Linked DNA regions of Rattus norvegicus: region 1 is linked to region 2. Evidence: chromatin contacts called from public Hi-C data. All regions are on one chromosome and are shown on one strand. The core of a region is the stretch at or near the end of the contact, and the rest is flanking DNA. Distances in the headings are between cores, read along the strand shown. Region 1 has its middle 17 kb from the start of Pecam1. Region 2 has its middle 38 kb from the start of Tex2.

Region 1 (5,034 bases), core at 382-2,881, 85 kb before region 2:
ACCAGTCATGAGACACCTTTGCTAAACACCCGTTATAGTCACAGCATGACAGCCTGGTCTATAGAGTAAGCTCCAGGTCAGCCAAGACTACACAGAGAACACCTATGTCAAAAGAAGAAAAAGAATGTCAAAGCATTTCGACCAGGGAGTACTCATAAAGATGGCCCCTTTAGTACTTATCCACTTATTTAATCTGTGTGTCATTTTGCCTGTATGTATGTCCATGGGTCCTATGCATCCCAGGTGTCCTATGGAGTCACAAACCCTCTGGGAGAGCAGAAGTGTTCACTGATGAGCCGTCTCTCCGCCCTCCTGCCTCAGTCTCTCAAGCGGTAGGACTGTGAACATACACCACGCCACACGCCTGACTCTTGCCTTTTTGTCTTTTAAAATTTTTGTCCCGTGTGTGAGTGCGTGGAGTGTGTACACAGGCACGCGTGCCACGGTGTGCATGGAGGTCAGAGGGCAGCTTTGTGGAACTGGCTCTCGGCTTCTACCTTTGGTTGGATTCTGAGGTGGAATGCAGGTTCCAAGGCTCACATCTCCAGCAGCTGAAGCATCTCTCAGACCCTTGACTTCTACTTTAAAACCACAGCAGAGATCAACAAGCTGCCCAAGGCGTGTACTCCTTTCATCTCGGCACTGTGGCTGGTGAAGAGGAAGAGGCAGGCAGAGCTCTGTGAGTTTGAGGCCGGCCTGGTGAGTTCCGGGACAGCCAGGGAGAGCCTGGCTCAAACATAAAACCAAACAAAAAAGGAGAGAGGGCTGGGATAGGAACTTTTTCTTTCCTTTTTGGCATTAAAAATTGTATGTTTGAAGTTGGGCAGTGGTGGCGCATGCCTTTAATCCCAGAACTTGGGAGGGAAAGCCAGGCTGATCTCTGTGAGTTTGAGGTTAGCGAGCGTGGTCTACAGAGTGAGTCCCGGGACAGCCACAGCTATGTAGTGAAACCCTGCCTGAAAAAAACCAAACCAACCAAACAAACAAAATACCCAAAATGTGTGTCCATGTGTGCGCATGTGTGCGCGCGCGCGCGTGTGTGCGTGTGTGTGTGTGTGTGTGCGCACGCGTACGCGTGCATGTATGTCTGTCTGTCTGACTATTTCTGACATAGTGCACATAGGACACAGGACAGCTTGCTGGCATTGGGTCTCTCCTTCCCACTTTCCACCATGTGGGTACCAGGAATTGAACTCAGATCATCAGACTTGGCTGCAGCTACTCTTTATCCACTGAGCCACCCTACCTGCTTTTTGTTGTCTTGAGATAAGGTCTTCCTTGTTCTCTGTAATCTTGGCTGGATTGGAACTCCTTATGTGGCCCAGTCAAAACCAGCTAATTCTCCTGCCTCAGTGTCAGGAATTCTGGGGTTGTACGTGCTTCCCTACCAGGCCATGTTGGACTTGTGTTTCTGAAGACCCAGACACACTACTTAGAGGCTGGGGCTTCCAACCACCCTGGCGCCTGGTGTGGGTTTGCAGGGAACCCAGAGAAGGGAAAAATCCTGGAGCTAGCTCCCTTCCCAGTGATTTATCGCTATGGAAACGGAGCTCTCTTCCGCTGTCCCTGCCACTGCTGTTGGGGACGCATTGTTGATGCCACAGCAGCGCAGGTCACAGTTCCTTCCTCTTTCCTGCCGCAGAAATGCCACAGTAACCTACGTGGCCTCAGCACTGCCACTCACACCTGAAGGACCGGGGCTTGGGAAAAACAATCAGGCTGGATTCCCCTGGGCTCCAGGGGCCTTCTGGGTCAGCGAGGACCTGAACAATGCTGGCACAGAACAATACAGCCTCAGTGGCCCAGCCTTCTCCTTCCTTCAGGGGCCTCTGGAGTCAGGGGGTTAAAAATGGATCTATAGTTCTCAGGTAGCCGAGAACCGAAATGTCAAGGCCCTTTGTGTGGTCAAAGTCTCACTATGGGTGCTACCAGCTTGGGAGACCTCAGTAGGAATCTGTTCTCCGATTAAAGCTGCAGGTGAGGGCTTCATATACCTATGCCAGATTTGGGGATCAAAAGGTCACTGGGCAAGCACTAAGAGGGTCCCAGAGACAATGAAGGAAGCCCCTTAGGATGTTTCAACTCACTGCCAGGCCTGGCAGTCACTGGCCAATCATATCACCAGGTGCTAAGGACAATGCTAGTCCTTGGTGGTAAGGCCTTTAGCACAGCTCACTTCGCCTCTTCTGGCCCAGAGGATGCTCCTCTGAGTGCTTGGGAACCAGCAGAAATAGGGGACTTCCACACTACGCTCTACAGCCTAAAGGGTCTCACAAAGTCCGACAGAGCCTAAGACTCTGGGAGTCCCAGAGATGCTGTGATACCCCGACAACAGTGGCCTCAGCCCTTATATCCTCCAAGGACAGGAGACTGCCTCCCTCCCCTTTCAAAAGAAGGTATTTTAAATCTCGACAATAAAATGTTCATGTTCATGTGTAGTGAACGGTATGGGCTAACCCTTCGTCCTGCTCCCTCAATGGTAATATTCGGTGTCGGTAGTCATGGTAACACATGAACTAAGCAGGAGGAGGAAGATGGATGTGAACTCAAGACCAGCCAGCCCCACACAGGACCCTGTCTTAAACACCTCGAGGGTGGGAATTCCCGTGGAGTCCACCCAGAGATCAGACTCTTCTTGGTATTACGTGTGTTCTTTGTGTCTGCTTGTGGGTGATACTCTGTGTAGCTTTGTTACCTGTGCAGATTCGTGTGCCAGAAAACCAGTCAACACCCCGCATAGGGTGCAGCGAGACGGCTTGGGGGTGGAAATGCTTTCTGTGGAAACCTGGCAACTGGAATTTGACCGCCATAATGCCCATAAAGGTAGAAGGAGAGACTTATCTCCACAAAGTTGTCCTTGACCTCCCCATATATGATGTGGCATTCATATGCCCAAACATATGCACATACAAGGCTAAAAATATTATTTTATATATTTCTGAGACAGGGTCTTACCGTATAGACTTGGCTGGCCTAGAACTTGCTATGGAGAGCACACTGGCCTCGAACTCACAGAGAACCACATAGCTCAGTCTCCTCAGTGCTGGGATCAAAGGTATTTACCATCATACCTGACTGATAATACCTTTTTTAAATTTTTATTTATTATATATGAGTGCACTGTAGCTGTCTTCAGCCATACCAGAAGAGGGCATCAGATCCCATTACAGATGGTTGTGAGCCACCATGTGATTGTTGAGACTTGAGCTCAGGACCTCTGGAAGAGCAGTCAGCGCTCTTTTTTTTTTTTTTTTTTTTTTTTTTTCCGGAGCTGGGGACCAAACTCAGGGCCTTGCGCTTGCTAGGCAAGCGCTCTACCACTGAGCTAAATCCCCAACCCCTGCAGTCAGTGCTCTTAACTACTGAGCCATCTCTCCAGCCTGGATAATACCTTAAAAAAAATACTGGAGCTGGGGGACATTGAACCATTCTAGTAACACAAGGGTTCCTCATCTGTCCCTGGGAATCATCCCACTTCCTCCTGGCTCCCATTCCTTTTTTTTTTTTTCTTTCTTTCTTTTTTTTTTTTTACATTTATTTATTTATTATGTATACATCATACAGCTTTCTGCCTGCATGTATGCAACTACAGGCCAGAAGAGGGCACCAGACCTGGCTATAGGTGGTTGTGAACCACCATGTGGTTGCTGGGAATTGAACTCAGGACCTCTGGAAGAGCAGACAGTGCTCTTAACCTCTGAGCCATCTCTCCAGCCCCCCTGGCTCCCATTCCTAACATCTGCTGCTATCATGAGCTGTATATTCCATATCCAAAATGCTTAGGACCCAAAGTACTTTAGATTTTCCAATTCATTTGTTCAGATCTTGGGTTATTGTTTCACGGATAATATATAGAGATGAGATATTGCCAAGACCAGACAAAGGTCATTCATCCACTCTATAGTTATATATTTAACCCAAAGATAATTTTATACCATATCTTGAGTACTTTTGTGCAGGGAACAAAGATTCACATTGTGGATTCCACACCATGGGAAAAGAATTTCTGATTTTGGAGCATTTTGGGTTTCTACCTTTTGGATTGGGGTGTTCAACCTGTAACCTGTCTTCTCTCTACAGACTTATTTTTGATGTTTTAAAAATTGGATCATATCAGGGGCGAGAGATTAGCTTTTTTGTTTGTTTGGTTTTTTATTTTTCTCTGAATAATTCCTGGAAATTCACCCAAGTTGGGTGTATCTAAACTCGGTCCCTTTTCATCATAGAATAATAACTTGTGGTCTGGGTGTACTGACATTTACTAGTCGTTCACCCACTGAGGAACATTTACTTTCTTAAGAAATCTGGAATTGAAAATCTCCTTGCTGTGACCATTCCTGTAGTGTGTGTGTGTGTGTGTGTGTGTGTGTGTGTGTGTGTGTGTGCGCGTGTGTGTAAGCATGTGCCACAGGAAGAGTGGAGGTCACAGTCTGCTTTCCCCTTTCTACCCTTAGGTGGGGTTCCAGGAATTGAGTTTAGGACACCAAGGTGACATCTTTGGTCGGCAAGAGCCTCAACCCTCCCAGCCATCTCTTGCTCTCTCTCTGCTTTGTTTTGCTTTGTTTTTGAGACAGGGTCTCGATAGACCAGGCTGGCCTTGAACTCACAGAGATCCACCTACCTCTACCTCTAGAGTGCTGGGATTAAAGGTTTATATCACCAAGGCTATCCCTCTCAGCTATCTCAACTGGTCCATTTTTTTTAATTAAAAAAGTCTTATCTTTGTCTGTGTATGTGTGTGCGTGCACACACGCGCACACATGTACACACAAATAGACACGCACACACATATGGGTCAGAGGACACCTTGTTTGAGTTTGTTTTGTCCATCATGGGGGTCCCAGGGGTCGACCGACCTCAGATTCTTTTTTTTTTTTTTCTTTTTTTTCGGAGCTGGGGACGGAACCCAGGCCCTTGCGCTTGCTAGGCAAGCGCTCTACGGCTGAGCTAAATCCCCAACCCCTCCCCCACACACACCCCCCCCCCCCCCCCCCGACCTCAGATTCTTAATGTCAGCAGCAGGTGCCTGCCAGC
Region 2 (5,274 bases), core at 328-2,827:
TCTTTTCAAAATAAACATATAAAAGAGCAAAGAAAACTAACTAAATACATAAATACAGGAGAAAGTTTTCAAATAGGGGGAAAAAATAGACCAGGAAGAATATGTAAGATAGATTTGACGTTTATTGATGCTATATGTTGTGGTATGTGTCTTTAATCCCAGCACTAAGAAGACAGAAGCAGTTGGATCTCTATATTGGATTTCAGGCCAGCCAAGGGCTACACAGTGAGACTTCTAAACTATAGTAGTAGTAGTACTAGCAGAAGTAGTAGTAACAATAATAACTAAAGAATAAACACTTTTTTGTAATAAAAATTTTTATTTAGCTTTGGTCAGTACAGGTGAGATATACTGGAGTTACGGGGCAATATGCATTAACAGAACACAGCAGTTCATTAAAAACTTAGTAACTATGCACACAGACTTCTGAAACATTCAGCCACCTAAAGATGAATATGCAGATGTATGAAGGAAAAACTATCTAATGCTGAAACTACTAGAGAACGCCAAGTCCAACATTTTCGTGATAAAAACTACTGCTCTGGGCAAACTCAGCGGTCCTATTCCTACACTTACTCTAACAAGTCTGAATGGTGCATGAGTAACAGCAGCGTGAGGAAGAGTGTGCCCTGACAGCACAGGTTCTAGATAGACGCAGATTTATACAGACATCATCCATCGCTATAGATTCCCATTTACAACATTAACTCATACAAAAATAACTTGACCCTACACAAAATGTCCTTTTAGCAGCGTTCAAAGTAACTGTTACAATTTTCAAAGTGGTAGAGATATTGAAGCAATTAAAAAACAAACAAACAAACAAACAAAAACAAAAAACAAAAAAACAGTGGCAGAAGGACAACTCTTATTATCTTCTCTCTGCTCTTCTATGAAGAACACGTTTGTGGTGCCAAGAAAGGAAAGGTGAATTTGCTGAGTGGGCAGCCATTCTGTTTGGGATACAATACGTAGATTGTATGACGTGAGAGAAGATGGCGAGAGCTGTGGAGGAAAGGCTTGATCTGGGAAGTGGAGAAGACGTGTGTGAGGGGGAACTACGGAGCGTCTTTCATTTGGTAGGGAGTTCAGGGAGCCTCCTTAAACTGAGATTTGAAGTTGGAAGAGGTGGAACATGCCTAGAGTCCCAGCACTGGGAAGGCTGAAGCAGGACTGGTTGCAAGAAACAGCAGTCAGTCGACAATGTGAGTCGAAAAGGCGGGAGGGAAGTCTGGGACTGGAGGGATTGGTCAGCGGCTGAGGGCTCAAAACTACTGCTCTTGCAGGGGACCCAGCTAATGACAAAGGTCCCCTGCTACAGGAACAAAGAAGCTGAAGCGACGGAGCGGAGCGAGCAGGAGAGCAACGGGTGAGGTCAGCTTCATTGGTGAACCACACAGCGAGGTCGTCTAATTGTACAGAGATCCATTTCTTCAAATGCCTACTCCATACTCCTGTCACTCAAAAGGGTGGGTTAGAAATGGCGAATCTCGGGGCACACCCTGAGTCTACCGAACCCAAACCTAGGTGACTCACTAGAAGCCCTGCTGGAAAAGACGCCGCCGCGTGTCTTTACAAACCCACAGAGGCTTCTAGCACCTTGCAAGCACAGACTTTAAAAGCTTTCCCAAGGGGCTTTGAGGCTCATAGGAGGCAGAGATCGCCACCTGGTGGCCAAGTGTGTTAATAACATTTATTACCTTCCTAGGTCATAATGCTCAAGAATTGAAGGATTGTATTTTAAGTAATTCAGTTTTAGCACAACTGTCTTGGAATATTAAAAAAAAATTTGATTCTTTAAAAAATGATCTCATGCAGCCTAGCCTTACCTTGAATTCTATGTGTAGCTGAGGATGACCCCAAAGTCCTGATGCGCCTCCCTCCACCTTTTAAGCCCGGGAATTACAGTTTATGAAGTGCTGGGGTGGGGTCTAACCTGCACTCCAGGCAAGCACACTACCAGCTGTCATACATCCCCAGCCCTGTGGTGCTTACTCTCCTCTCTGTCTCTGTCTCTCTGTCTCTCTCTGTTTTATTTATATGAGTACACCATAGTTGTCTTCAGGCACACAGAGGAGGACAGCAGATCCCATTACAGATGGTTGTGAGCCACCATGTGGTTGCTGAGATTTGAACTCAGGACCTCTGGAAGAGCAGTCAGTGCTCTTTTTTTTTTTCCTTTTTCTTTTTTTTTTTTTTTTTCCGGAGCTGAGGACCGAACCCAGGGCCTTGCGCTTCCTAGGCAAGCGCTCTACCACTGAGCTAAATCCCCAACCCCACGCAGTCAGTGCTCTTAACCGCTGAACCATCCCTCCAGCCCCTACTCTCCTTTCTCAACTGGCTGGCTTTAGAATTGTCACGGCAATGCCTCTAAGGGAGTCTATGACGATCTCCTAAAGGTTTAACAGAGGAAACCGTGCCTGTGCTCCATGGATTGTGGGTCTGGACTGAGTGAAAGAAGAAGCCTAGGGGTTCTAGATGGTTCAGCAGGTAGAAGCACTTACTACCAAGGCCGACGACCTCAGTTTGGTCCCTGGCACTCACAGTCTGGAAGGAGAAGCTGCTCCCTCCCAACTACCCTCTGACCGCCCCATGTTTGCCCCCTCTCCACTCATGAGATAAATAAAAATGTAATTAATAGAAAGGAAAGGGAAAAAGTCGAGCTGAGCACCCACAGCATTTAGCTCCTTCTGCTTCTTGACTTCAGGCAGGGCAGGACCAGTTGCTTCAAGGACGTTCCAGCCTCTGTGCCTTCCCTGGTGTGAGAGTTGATACTCTCAAGCTGTGAACCAAAGCAACCCCATCCGTGAGGGGCATTTGTCAGGGATCTTATCACAGCGATGTGACATGATTGATGCCCCTGTCGGAAAAGACCAGGGGTACTGAGGAAGTGTTCTATGTCAAAGGAGACTAAAGAAAGCCAAGAGTGTCAGCACTGAGGGATCTGAGACAGGAGGATGATAAGTTTAAGGTTGGCCTGGGTTACCATTATATAAATAGACAGACAGACAGATGAATAAATAGGTAAACAACTAAGACTGTTGAGACTACATGTATATCTGCAGCACAAAACCCAGACTATGTTGGGCCCCAGGCTTAAAAACAAAGCCGTGGGGGTTGGGGATTTAGCTCAGTGTTAGAGCGCTTGCCTAGCAAGCTCAAGGCCCTGGGTTCGGTCCCCAGCTCCGGAAAAAAAGAAAAGGGAAAAAAAAACAAAAAAACAAAGCCGTGGGTAAGGAGGTGAAAAGCTCTCAGGGAGAACTTTCCCTCGGGATGGAGACCCTCCAACTCCAAAGACCAGACTGAGACACCACAGGATGCAATCAGCAAGAGGATTTGGTTTATTGTCCGGATACACAGGCACAGGCACCTGCGGGCGCTTCAGTCACTCGGGGGACTGGCGCGCCCCACAGAACCAAGGATGGGCTTTTATAGGATTTTGGGGAGCAGAAGCAAGCATACAGAAGCAGATGCATGGTTACAGGGATATAATTGGTGGATTCTAATATGGCAAGGGTTTAGCCCGGGGGCAAGTTTCCTAGCTACCTTCCAGAAACATAACGGCTGACTCGGCCCCCCAAGGGTTCAGCCCGGGGGCAAGTTTCTTAGCTACCTTCTTGGAACATAACGACTGACTCGGCCCCCCACCAGGGTGTGGGACCTCTCCTGGGGCTTTTTTTCATTGTCAGGTGCTCAACCGAAGTCGTCCTGTTGCCAGGCCTTCAACCAAACATATCTTGCTTGGCAGCGCTGTGTACTCAGTGTTCTAACCTTTCCCTGAACCAGTCATCTTAAGTACAGCCTTGCAAAATGGCGTTACTGCTGCTAAGCTGGGGTCTTTCATTCCCCCATTTTTTTGCTAACTTTGAGTGAAATCTTTCACTCGACTTGGTCAAGAAATTTCTGTCTGGTGGGGGCTTATTCCCCCACTGACTCTAGGCCACAAAAGGGCTAGGAGGAGCCACGTAGGAGTTTTAACTTTAAGGGGTTTGGAATGCGCTGAACTCTCCATGTCTGGGGTGTAGTGTTGTGATTAGTCAATTCCTCAGACCGGACTGCCTTGACGTGTGGTGTGTGGATCTAAGCCGAGACTCCGTCTACCTTTAGGGCGGTCGGGGTAGTCAGGAGGACGGTGTAGGGTCCTTTTCACCGTGGCTCGAGATTCTTGGTCTGGTGTCTGTGCACCCACACGGTGTCTCCAATCTGGAACGGGTGTGGCACCACCGGATGCTCAAGCTTGTCCTGGTAAGCAGTGGCCAAAGGTCTCCAGACGTCTCTCTGCACAATCTGTAGGGCCTGTAAATGGGCCCTCAGAGAAGGGCTGTCAGCAAAATCAGCAATGTTTGAATCAAAGAAATGGACAAATGGGGGTGGTGTTCCATATATTATTTCAAAAGGAGTTAGACCATGGGGGCCCGGGGTATTCCGGGCCCGATATAGAACTAGGGGAAGGAGGGCCACCCAATCCTTTGAGCCAGTTGCAAGCGTAAGTTTGGATAAAGTCTCCTTAATTGTTCTATTCATGTGTTCTACCTGACCTGAACTCTGGGGTCTATAGGCACAATGTAATTTCCAATCAATCCCCAGCAATTTGGCCACCAACTGACTTACTTGGGAGACGAAAGCGGGCCCGTTGTCCGACCCCAACGCTTGAGGCATGTCATACCTGGGAAAGATTTCTTCGAGGAGCTTCTTGGTGACCATTTTTGTAGTCTCGTGCTTTGTGGGGAAGGCTTCGACCCATCCTGAGAAGGTGTCTACAAACACTAGGAGATACTTGTATCCATATATACCTGGTTTAATTTCAGTAAAATCAATTTCCCAATGGATGTCGGGACGGTGTCCCCTAGGACGAACTCCTTGTCTAATCATGGTCCTTCCCAGGTTAACCTGAGCGCACGCTTTGTAACTCTCAGTCACCTTTTGTATCACTTTGTCCCAATTAAAAAAAAAAACACAGATTTATCTCTTCCCGATCTAGTAAGGTTTTCATCTTCTTAAACCCCAAATGGGTTAATTTATGTAAAAAGGAGATCAATTCAAAAGTCCTTTGTAGACCCACTGTTTTAGTTGAGGGTGGTAGATGGCCCCCATTTTTTCTAGGAGCTCTATGTCCTCATGGGCATAAACCCAACTGGTTTGTCCCACTGGTGGGGGCGTGGGTTGGTCTGGGCTATTTAAGGGCAAGATTTGTTTGCTCATGGCCGCTTCTCTCGCCGTGGCATCGGCCAGCCGGTTTCCTCGTGCCTCTGGGTTGTGCCCTTTCTGGTGTCC

The links. Hi-C and Micro-C count contacts between places; a contact is called where the count stands out from the background.
Region 1: a contact with region 2 is called in a Hi-C map of kidney, with 7 times the contacts expected there. The contact joins two enhancer-like sites. A contact is called at or near these places in 12 of 12 Hi-C or Micro-C datasets (the A7r5 cell line, the Rat2 cell line, Schwann cells and 7 more) and 1 of 1 datasets of contacts at active chromatin or transcription factors (oligodendrocytes).

The regions. Positions count from the first base shown.
Region 1 is chr10:92,166,353-92,171,386 of GRCr8, reverse strand. No RefSeq gene overlaps it. Among named protein-coding and RNA genes, the nearest start is that of Pecam1, 17 kb to the right of the region's middle. Within about 2 kb of position 1,631, at least 15 of the 93 cell types and tissues checked have an H3K27ac peak or open chromatin away from gene starts, as enhancers often do.
Region 2 is chr10:92,081,519-92,086,792 of GRCr8, reverse strand. No RefSeq gene overlaps it. Among named protein-coding and RNA genes, the nearest start is that of Tex2, 38 kb to the right of the region's middle. Within about 2 kb of position 1,577, at least 16 of the 93 cell types and tissues checked have an H3K27ac peak or open chromatin away from gene starts, as enhancers often do.